2 separate regions of the Sus scrofa genome follow, and region 1 is linked to region 2. Evidence: chromatin contacts called from public HiChIP or PLAC-seq data. All regions are on one chromosome and are shown on one strand. Each heading gives the region's core, a stretch centred on a gene start, on an enhancer-like site or on the middle of the called end of the contact. The rest is flanking DNA. Distances are from core to core; before and after follow the strand shown.

Evidence for each region. HiChIP or PLAC-seq counts read pairs in DNA pulled down with a chosen protein or histone mark.
Region 1: a contact with region 2 is called in an H3K27ac HiChIP or PLAC-seq map of alveolar macrophages. The contact joins two enhancer-like sites. A contact is called at or near these places in 3 of 47 Hi-C or Micro-C datasets (blood, embryonic fibroblasts and heart right ventricle) and 2 of 2 datasets of contacts at active chromatin or transcription factors (alveolar macrophages and skeletal muscle).

What each region holds. Positions count from the first base shown.
Region 1 is chr1:225,963,308-225,967,021 of Sscrofa11.1, forward strand. The region is part of intron 5 of TMC1 (transmembrane channel-like protein 1); the gene reads left to right. Among named protein-coding and RNA genes, the nearest start is that of TMC1, 250 kb to the left of the region's middle. Within about 2 kb of position 2,099, at least 3 of the 83 cell types and tissues checked have an H3K27ac peak or open chromatin away from gene starts, as enhancers often do. A contact at or near this core is called in alveolar macrophages, where this site is marked.
Region 2 is chr1:225,890,975-225,894,913 of Sscrofa11.1, forward strand. The region is part of intron 2 of TMC1 (transmembrane channel-like protein 1); the gene reads left to right. Among named protein-coding and RNA genes, the nearest start is that of TMC1, 180 kb to the left of the region's middle. Within about 2 kb of position 2,032, at least 5 of the 83 cell types and tissues checked have an H3K27ac peak or open chromatin away from gene starts, as enhancers often do. A contact at or near this core is called in alveolar macrophages, where this site is marked.

The sequences.
Region 1 (3,714 bases), core at 849-3,348, 72 kb after region 2:
CCTCCTAGGACCTGCTTTCAGGTAGGTTTAAGAAGATGTAAGCGTAGTCTAGGACCCTAGTCCTTGTTCTATGCTCCTGTGTGAAGGGGGTATTAGACAGGCAATTGGCCTCTAATACTATATTCCTTAGTAGGTTATATGGGATCAAAAGCAGAACTTTAGAAAGGAGGTCTATTTTTAGGCTTGGTGACTTATTTAGATAGGGTTGGTATAGAAAGTGGTACAAAGATATTCACGTGTATAATATCACATCCAGGGTGTTTTGATGCTGCATTCCAATGACCTGGGAGGGGATGGGTGGAAGCACCTGAAAACTGAAATAAACCACCGCAGGCTCCTCTTTGCAATCCACAAGTCTGGCAGCTGGTGACTCAGGAGACCTGAATATTTGTTACGTATAGCACCATAATGCCACCTTAGTTTATAGATTTAGAGATTAATCTAATAGATTCTAAATCATTTGGTTCATTTAAAAAATCTTTATCTCTTTGCTTCTCGCTAAACTTCTTCTTTTCTATGTCTAGATATAGGTGATGGCACTAGATTCTTGTGAGCTATCAGCCCCAACCACCGGGAAGGAAAATTACCCCACTCATGAGAAAGTGACATTTGCTTTCTCTTTGAAGAGGAGTGATCTGTATAATGGTGTGCTGAAGTGGGAACATGATTCCCTGCCATGGTTCCTCTTCATCCCCCTGTATTTACATCTCTTCATTGAGAAGGCTGGGGTTCTGTGATGATCAGAGCTGCCAGACTGCACAAATGCTGTAGTGAGAAGACAGCCAAGTAAAATACTAACCATTTCAACCGGAAAAATTTACAATAGCTACATTAAAACCTGCTTTGATATTGAGAGGTACGGGAGATGCAGTTAAGGAAAATATAGGTTTGTCTCCAAGGAAATTAGGGAAGAGCCCTAAAGAAGCAGTCCTACTCTAATGGAGCAAAGCTCTGCTCTGTTCCCTCCAGTCCTGTGCTTCCTCCTTCCTGTGACTTTGTTCATCATTTTTCTTTCTCTTGGAAAGTTTTCTTATACAAAGGCCCCAAAGCTAGGGGGAAAATGTGGTACGTCCGGGAGTAGACGAAAGTTACCATGTAATATCACTATTGTTCGTTGATGGATTGGTTCATTAATTCATTTATACATTCACTTATTCATGCCACAAATATTTACTGAATGCTACAATTTTCCAGGCACAAAAACAGAGAGTTGAAGAAGACCAAGAAAGGCCCTGCCTTCTTAGAGCTTACTTCCTATAGGGAAAATAAAAAGTAGCTCAATTAATAAATAACTAGAGAACATAATGTCAGGTGGAGACAGCTATGAAGCAAACTAAAGCAGGATAGAAGAGCTACTGATACCTGGTAGCTTTTAGTTTTTCCATCTGTCTAGTTGCTCTTGCAGTCTCAGTGAGGTGGTTTGGCAAAGGAAATTACCAGTGTTGACTTTCAATTTAAGGCCTTTTTCTATCCCATGTCTCACCACTATGCTCTTCTTCTCGCCTCTAAGATCTAATTCCCTGCATTCTGCAATGCCAGTCAGCTTTCTTCCTCTTAGCTGCCACATATTCATTATAAAAATGTACATGCACTATAGTCCTTGCCTGGATAAACTAGAATTCTCTTCTCTATTTTCTCATTTTTTAAATACTGTAGAAATTGCTCGTCTGCTGATATTCCTTCTTTCCCTTTGTCTTGTGGGTTTGTATCTTTTAAAATTCCTTCACTACCATGTATAGTTTGATCTTGAGAAGTACCAAAGGCAAACATATGTATGATCCATAGTATTTAAATGAATTTACCTACTCAATCTGTTTAAAAGTTGAGGTAATAGCACCCATCACTGGGTTTCTCTATGGATCCTGGACATTTTTAATCCCTGAAGTTTTTCATTTGCTTAGCAATAACATGGTCAGGTATGTTGACCTGAAACAAACAGATATTTCTTCAGCAAAGATGGGTTTGTTTTGGATCAGCAGAGAATTGCAGTTTGGGGTCTGCAATCATGGTGAGCCACCTGCAAGGCCTGGAAGGAAAGGAGTGTGCTTTTATAGGGAGGAAAAGGAAATTGAGAGGGCTTTAGTAAGCCAAGAGTCCATGGCTTTCCATTGGCTGAGTCTTTGAATTGAAGCAAGTCTGTTTACTTGCTGGGCTCTGTTTTCCACACAGGATGAGAGCTCCCCCTTCTGGCCTCCAACTCTATTTAATTGAGGTTTCTGTTTATTCATTTTTTAGTAGGTAACGACACCTATTGCTATAAATTCCAGCCCCCATCCTTTGTTCACCCCAATGGGGCTATAACTTGTTCTCTACCAATTCTAGTTCTTTTACCAGCAATTTGTCAATTACAGTGTAGAATTTTCTACCCACTAACAGTTTCCACACAGGTTTCTGCTTGCAGGGTTTTGCTGTGGTGAATTGCAATTCTCTGTATTGCCCTGTGTCTCTCTCCAATTTTAGGGGCAATGATTTGCCCTGTGAAGTCAATTCTCCGAAGAATTGTTGATTTTTAGTTTGTTCAGCTTTTTCTAGTTAGGATGGGAATGATGACTTCTAATCTCTTTACATTTAGAGACTCAGTGTTAATCTACCTCTTTCATGCAGTTTGCACTGACCGATTCATCATCCTGGGCTGTCTTTCTCTCCTGACTCCTATTTTTGACATTAAATACTTACATTCCACTCTACACCAATCATTTTATTTGTGCATATGTTTTCATCTGTCTAGACTAGGACCTCCTGGAATGAAAGAAAAAATAGCTTATTTACTTTATGGCTCCTCAGATGTCATTAGATTAGTATAGATTTGAGTGCTTTCTATATACTGCCACATACATTTTACTTATTTAATTTTCATAACACTGCTATGAGATTATTTATTTTTACAACTTGTTGAAATGGAAAATGGAAACATGCTCAAAGAGGCTAGACATGGCTTATGGTCATGCTTTTTGAAGCGGCAGAGGTAGGTTTTGAACTCAGGTCTGCCTGATTCTAACAAGACAGTTCCTTCAACTAAGACACACAGTCCTTCCTACTGCTTTCTTCCTTGCAAAGTAAGGATGATGGCAGTACCTGACCTAAGAATAAAATAGTCAATTGAGGTCTATTAATTTTGATAATTAAGAGAAAGTAGAGCTAATTAACTAAAACTCTCTCCTATCATTTCTCCTTAAACTTCCACAATGTCTCAGCAGCATTTTTCTGAACTACATTACAAGGTGGAACATTTTAGCCACTACTGAAGAAAGCACTAGACATTTTATTAGTAGGCTCCTTTCTTCCTAACACTGTGGGGGAAAAATATTAAGTTCTGACTGCTTTATTCCTGTTTTTTTTTATGACCTTTTGTAATCCAGGACTTCTTTACAGGGACACTGCAAGGGTCAGTCAAATAAGCCTTTGAGTGAAATTCTAGGAGACATAACAAAGTGTAACCTCTTACTTTCTGTATCTTTATTTTTTTTTTAATTTTCCTCACTTTTTGTCTCCCTAAATCTGTCTTAAAATCAAAAACAAAACAGAACAGTACTTTTTAAAAGCATCTTTAAAAGTAAATAGGGTAAATATTCATTTACTGTAATAATTTGGAAATATAGAAAATGTCTAAAGAGGAAGAAAAAGACTTCTCACAACCTCATCATCCAGATATGGCTGCTAGCATTTTGGCATATTTTATGTCAGCCCCAACTCACATTTGGCATGACTTTTATT
Region 2 (3,939 bases), core at 782-3,281:
AAATAAGTAAATCCATAAGCTTTAGATCCATAAATCAGGACCTCCTGGGCAAACTGGGATATCTGGATCTGCCCCCGCCTACCACACACTTCCCATGACAAAGAAGGTTGGGAAAGACTTCCCTGGGGAAGGGTAGACGGAACTGAGATCTACGGAAAGAGTGAGGATTACTAGGCAAAAGGGGTAAGACAGGAATAGTTAGGCCAGGAGAGCAAGTAGCATATGCAAAACTCTAAAGCAAGAGATAGCATGGGGACTGCAATAGATTGAAGACCAGTATGGTAGAAGACCAGAGGGTGTGTGGCAAATGTAGGGGCCAGAACACTTGCCTGTTTCATAGGTGTTAGGAATGTAGGCTTGATCCTGGCTGGTTTTAAGTAGGAAAATTGCAAGACCAGATTTGCATTTTAAAAAAAAAATCAGTTTGGCTAACAAGCAGAATTGAGTTAAGTGGTGATTCTCAGTCTTGACCTTCAAAGTGAAACTTTTAAACAGTGTCAGAGCCTGGGCCCCATCCTCAGAGATTTGGATTTTGTTGGTTTAGAGTATATTCCTGTAGATTATAATGGATGCCAGGGCTGAGGTTCACCCAGGATGGAGGCTTTATGGATGTGGGAAAGAACAATTGCGAAGCTTTTATAGTAGTCCTGATAAGAAATGATGGAACAGATTTTGAGACAGAGCAGGGACCCTGTGGTTATACAGCAGTGATTCTCAATCTATACTGGACTTCCAGTCCCTGGAAGATTTGTTAAAATGCAGATTTTTCTGGGCCTTTTAATTCCATAGGTCTGGGTTGGGACCTGAGAACATGCATTTCTGACCAGTTCTCTGGAGATGCTAATCATGCTAGTTTGGTGATCACTGATCTAGAGAAAAGCTGTCAGATTTGGTAGATAAAATGAACAGAATTTGATGGTAGATGGTCTGTGCAGCTAAGGATGAGGGGGACTGTAAGGACTCTTCAGTTTTCTGAATTTTGCAACTGAATGTGTGGGTTGTGCCATTTATTGATATCCAGGGAACAGCCACCCAGAAGGGACATGAATGCATGTATTTAAGGGTGTCTTTGAAACAACTAAGTGAATATATCAAGTAGGGACTTGGGAGAACTTGAGGGAAGGTGATTAGAGCTATAAATTTTAAAATTATTGTATAGATAATCACTGAAAGGACTTATCAGTGGGACCACTCAGCTTTGCAACATTTTTTTTTAACTCTTATCCTTAATTTCAAAGCTCTGACTTCTCTTTTTGTTAGCCTTTCCAAAGTGTCATAACCCTTCCAGCCTCAGTGCCTCCTTAAGTTCCATTCCTTCTGTTTGGAAGAATGCTTCCTCCCAGGCCTTCACATTTAGCTTCTTTTGCCCCTTTAGATCCCACCCCTCAGGCTTGGTCATTAGCAACCAGGAACCTTTGTTCTCTGATTTATAGCACAAATCAGAGTTGGTGGTTATGTGTTTATTTGTGTGATTATTTTCTAAAAGGTCATCTCTCCTGCTAGATTCCAAGAAAACACCACTGCATCCTGAGGGTTTCTCTCAATCTTATCACACTTCAGGAAATCCTCTGAGACAGTTGTTAAATGTCCAGCAGGTCTTTTACAGAGATGGTAGTTGTTAAAACAGATAATTTCTCAGGAACAGGGAGAAGCAGTTCTTTGTGAAGCAGTTGCTAGTGTTTTTTCAGTAATGAGATTAAGTTTTGTAGGACTCCTCCGGCTGGGTGAATCAGCAACAGCGGCATCTGGTGGAAGTTAAGTGATGCAACAACTATGACCTGTCTGGGCTTAAGGTTGTTTTAAACAAATGCTGCTTTGGGAGAAAAGACTCTCTCTCTCTTTTTTTTTTTTCCAACCCTTAAAAATATGAGTAATATTTGTTAAAGGGAAGATGAACTATCTTTTTGAGAGAGCTAGCTGGAATAATTGGATATTGAAAAGTGTTTGGTTTTCAAAGAGGAGAGGCACTGTAATTTAGAAGGGTTTATTCAAAGAACACTTATGGTAGGAAATAAGGAAGTTAGAGATCTCCACCCAGAACCAGCATCACAGAAAAACAGGAACAGGCGTATAGTTGGGTTTCTCAGATCTATTTGCATTTTGGAACTGACAGGTCAGCGAGGATATTGTTCATCTCTAGCCTGTTGTCTTGTAGCTTCCTTGGTGGCAGATGCAGGCCTCCATTACTTTCTCTGCTCTGTTACACTGCTATGGGCCTTCTTCCTGCAGAAGCATGGTGTTACTAAAATGATGATATCAGAGACTGCCCAATATGGTGGGGTGAAGGTATGAAATAATTTTTCTTTATTTCCAATTTTTTCTCAGAATGGGGAAGGCTTTTTAATTCTGCTATAGAAAATGAAAACTGAGGAGTTCCCGTCGTGGCACAGTGGTTAACGAATCCGACTAGGAACCTTGAGGTTGCAGGTTCGATCCCTGGCCTTGCTCAGTAGGTTAAGGATGTGGCATTACCGTGAGCTGTGGTGTAGGTTGCAGACATGGCTCAGATCCCACATTGCTGTGGCTCTGGCATAGGCTGGTGGCTGTAGCTCCGATTAGACCCCTAGCCTGGGAACCTCCATATGCCGCAGGAAGCGGCCCTAGAAAAGGCAAAAAAAAAAAGAAAATGAAAACTGTGACTGTAGCCCACAATTTATGAAATTGATTTCGCAATGTGTAGCTCTCCTCTACTTCTAATTCAACTACTCTTGCCACTATCAGCAGACCTACTGATGGACTTGAAGCCAAGTGGGTTGACTTCCCTGGATATGATATTCCTATGGGACAGAGCTTTTTGTATCCAGCTGCTTCACAGACAGTTGCCCAACATGCATCTTGTTTGCTCAGAGATCTTGTGCCCTCTCTTATTCCATTCACCTATCACCACTGTTGGGGAGTCATGTAATACAGAAGCTAATCACTGTACCAGTTAAGAATTTTTGATTCAAATCGCTTAAATTGTAAGGGAATTTATTTCTTATTTAACTGGTAAGTCTAGCAATGGAATGGCCTTCCAGTAGGAGATGATTCAGTGGTTCAATGATATCAAAAACTCTATTTATTTTTCCACTTTGCTATCTACAATGTTGGCTTCATCCTAAGATTGTCTTCCCTTGTTGTCATAGGTTTTGCATCAGTCAGGATCAGCTAGATTATGCTCTAGTAATGTTATGGACTGAATGCTTGTATACCCCCAAATCTTTCTGTTGAAGCCCCAGCGCCCAAATGAGATAGTATTAGGAGGTAGGGCCTTTGGAAGCAAACTAGAGAGTAGAGTCCCACGATGGAATTAGTGTCCTTATAAGAAGAGGAAGAAACACCAGCGTTTCCTCTCTCTGTCCTGAGAAGACATAGTGAGAAGGCAGCCATCTACAAGCCTGGAAGAGTGTTCTCACCAGACACCAAATCTGATCAACAAATACATTTTGTTGTTTAAATCACCCAGTCTATGGTATTTTGCTCTGGAAGCCTGAGCTGACTAATAATAGAACTCGGTACGGTGAAGTGGGGTGCTGTGGAAATGGCTTTGGTACTGGGTACTGGGTAGAAAATGGAAGAGTTTTGAAATGCATGCCAAAAAAGCCAAGATTACCATGAAGGGATTGTTCAAGGTAATTCTGGTGAGAACCCAGATAGGAAAGAGGAGTGCCCTGAAGAACGCTTCCTTTTTCATAAGGCATAATAAATGAATGTGAATAGAATGATAGAAATAGAGATGGTAAAAGCCATTCTGATGATGTCTCAGACGGAAATGAGGAACTTGTTATTGGACAATGGAGAATGGCAGTCCTTGTTGAAAAGTTGCAAAGAACTTGACTGAATTTTGTTCGCAGTCCAGTGTTTTGCAGAAGGTAGAAGCTGTTGAGTGATAAACTGGGTATTTAACTGAGGAGCTTTCTAAATAAAATAATGAAGGACTGGCTTGGTTTCCCTGACTGT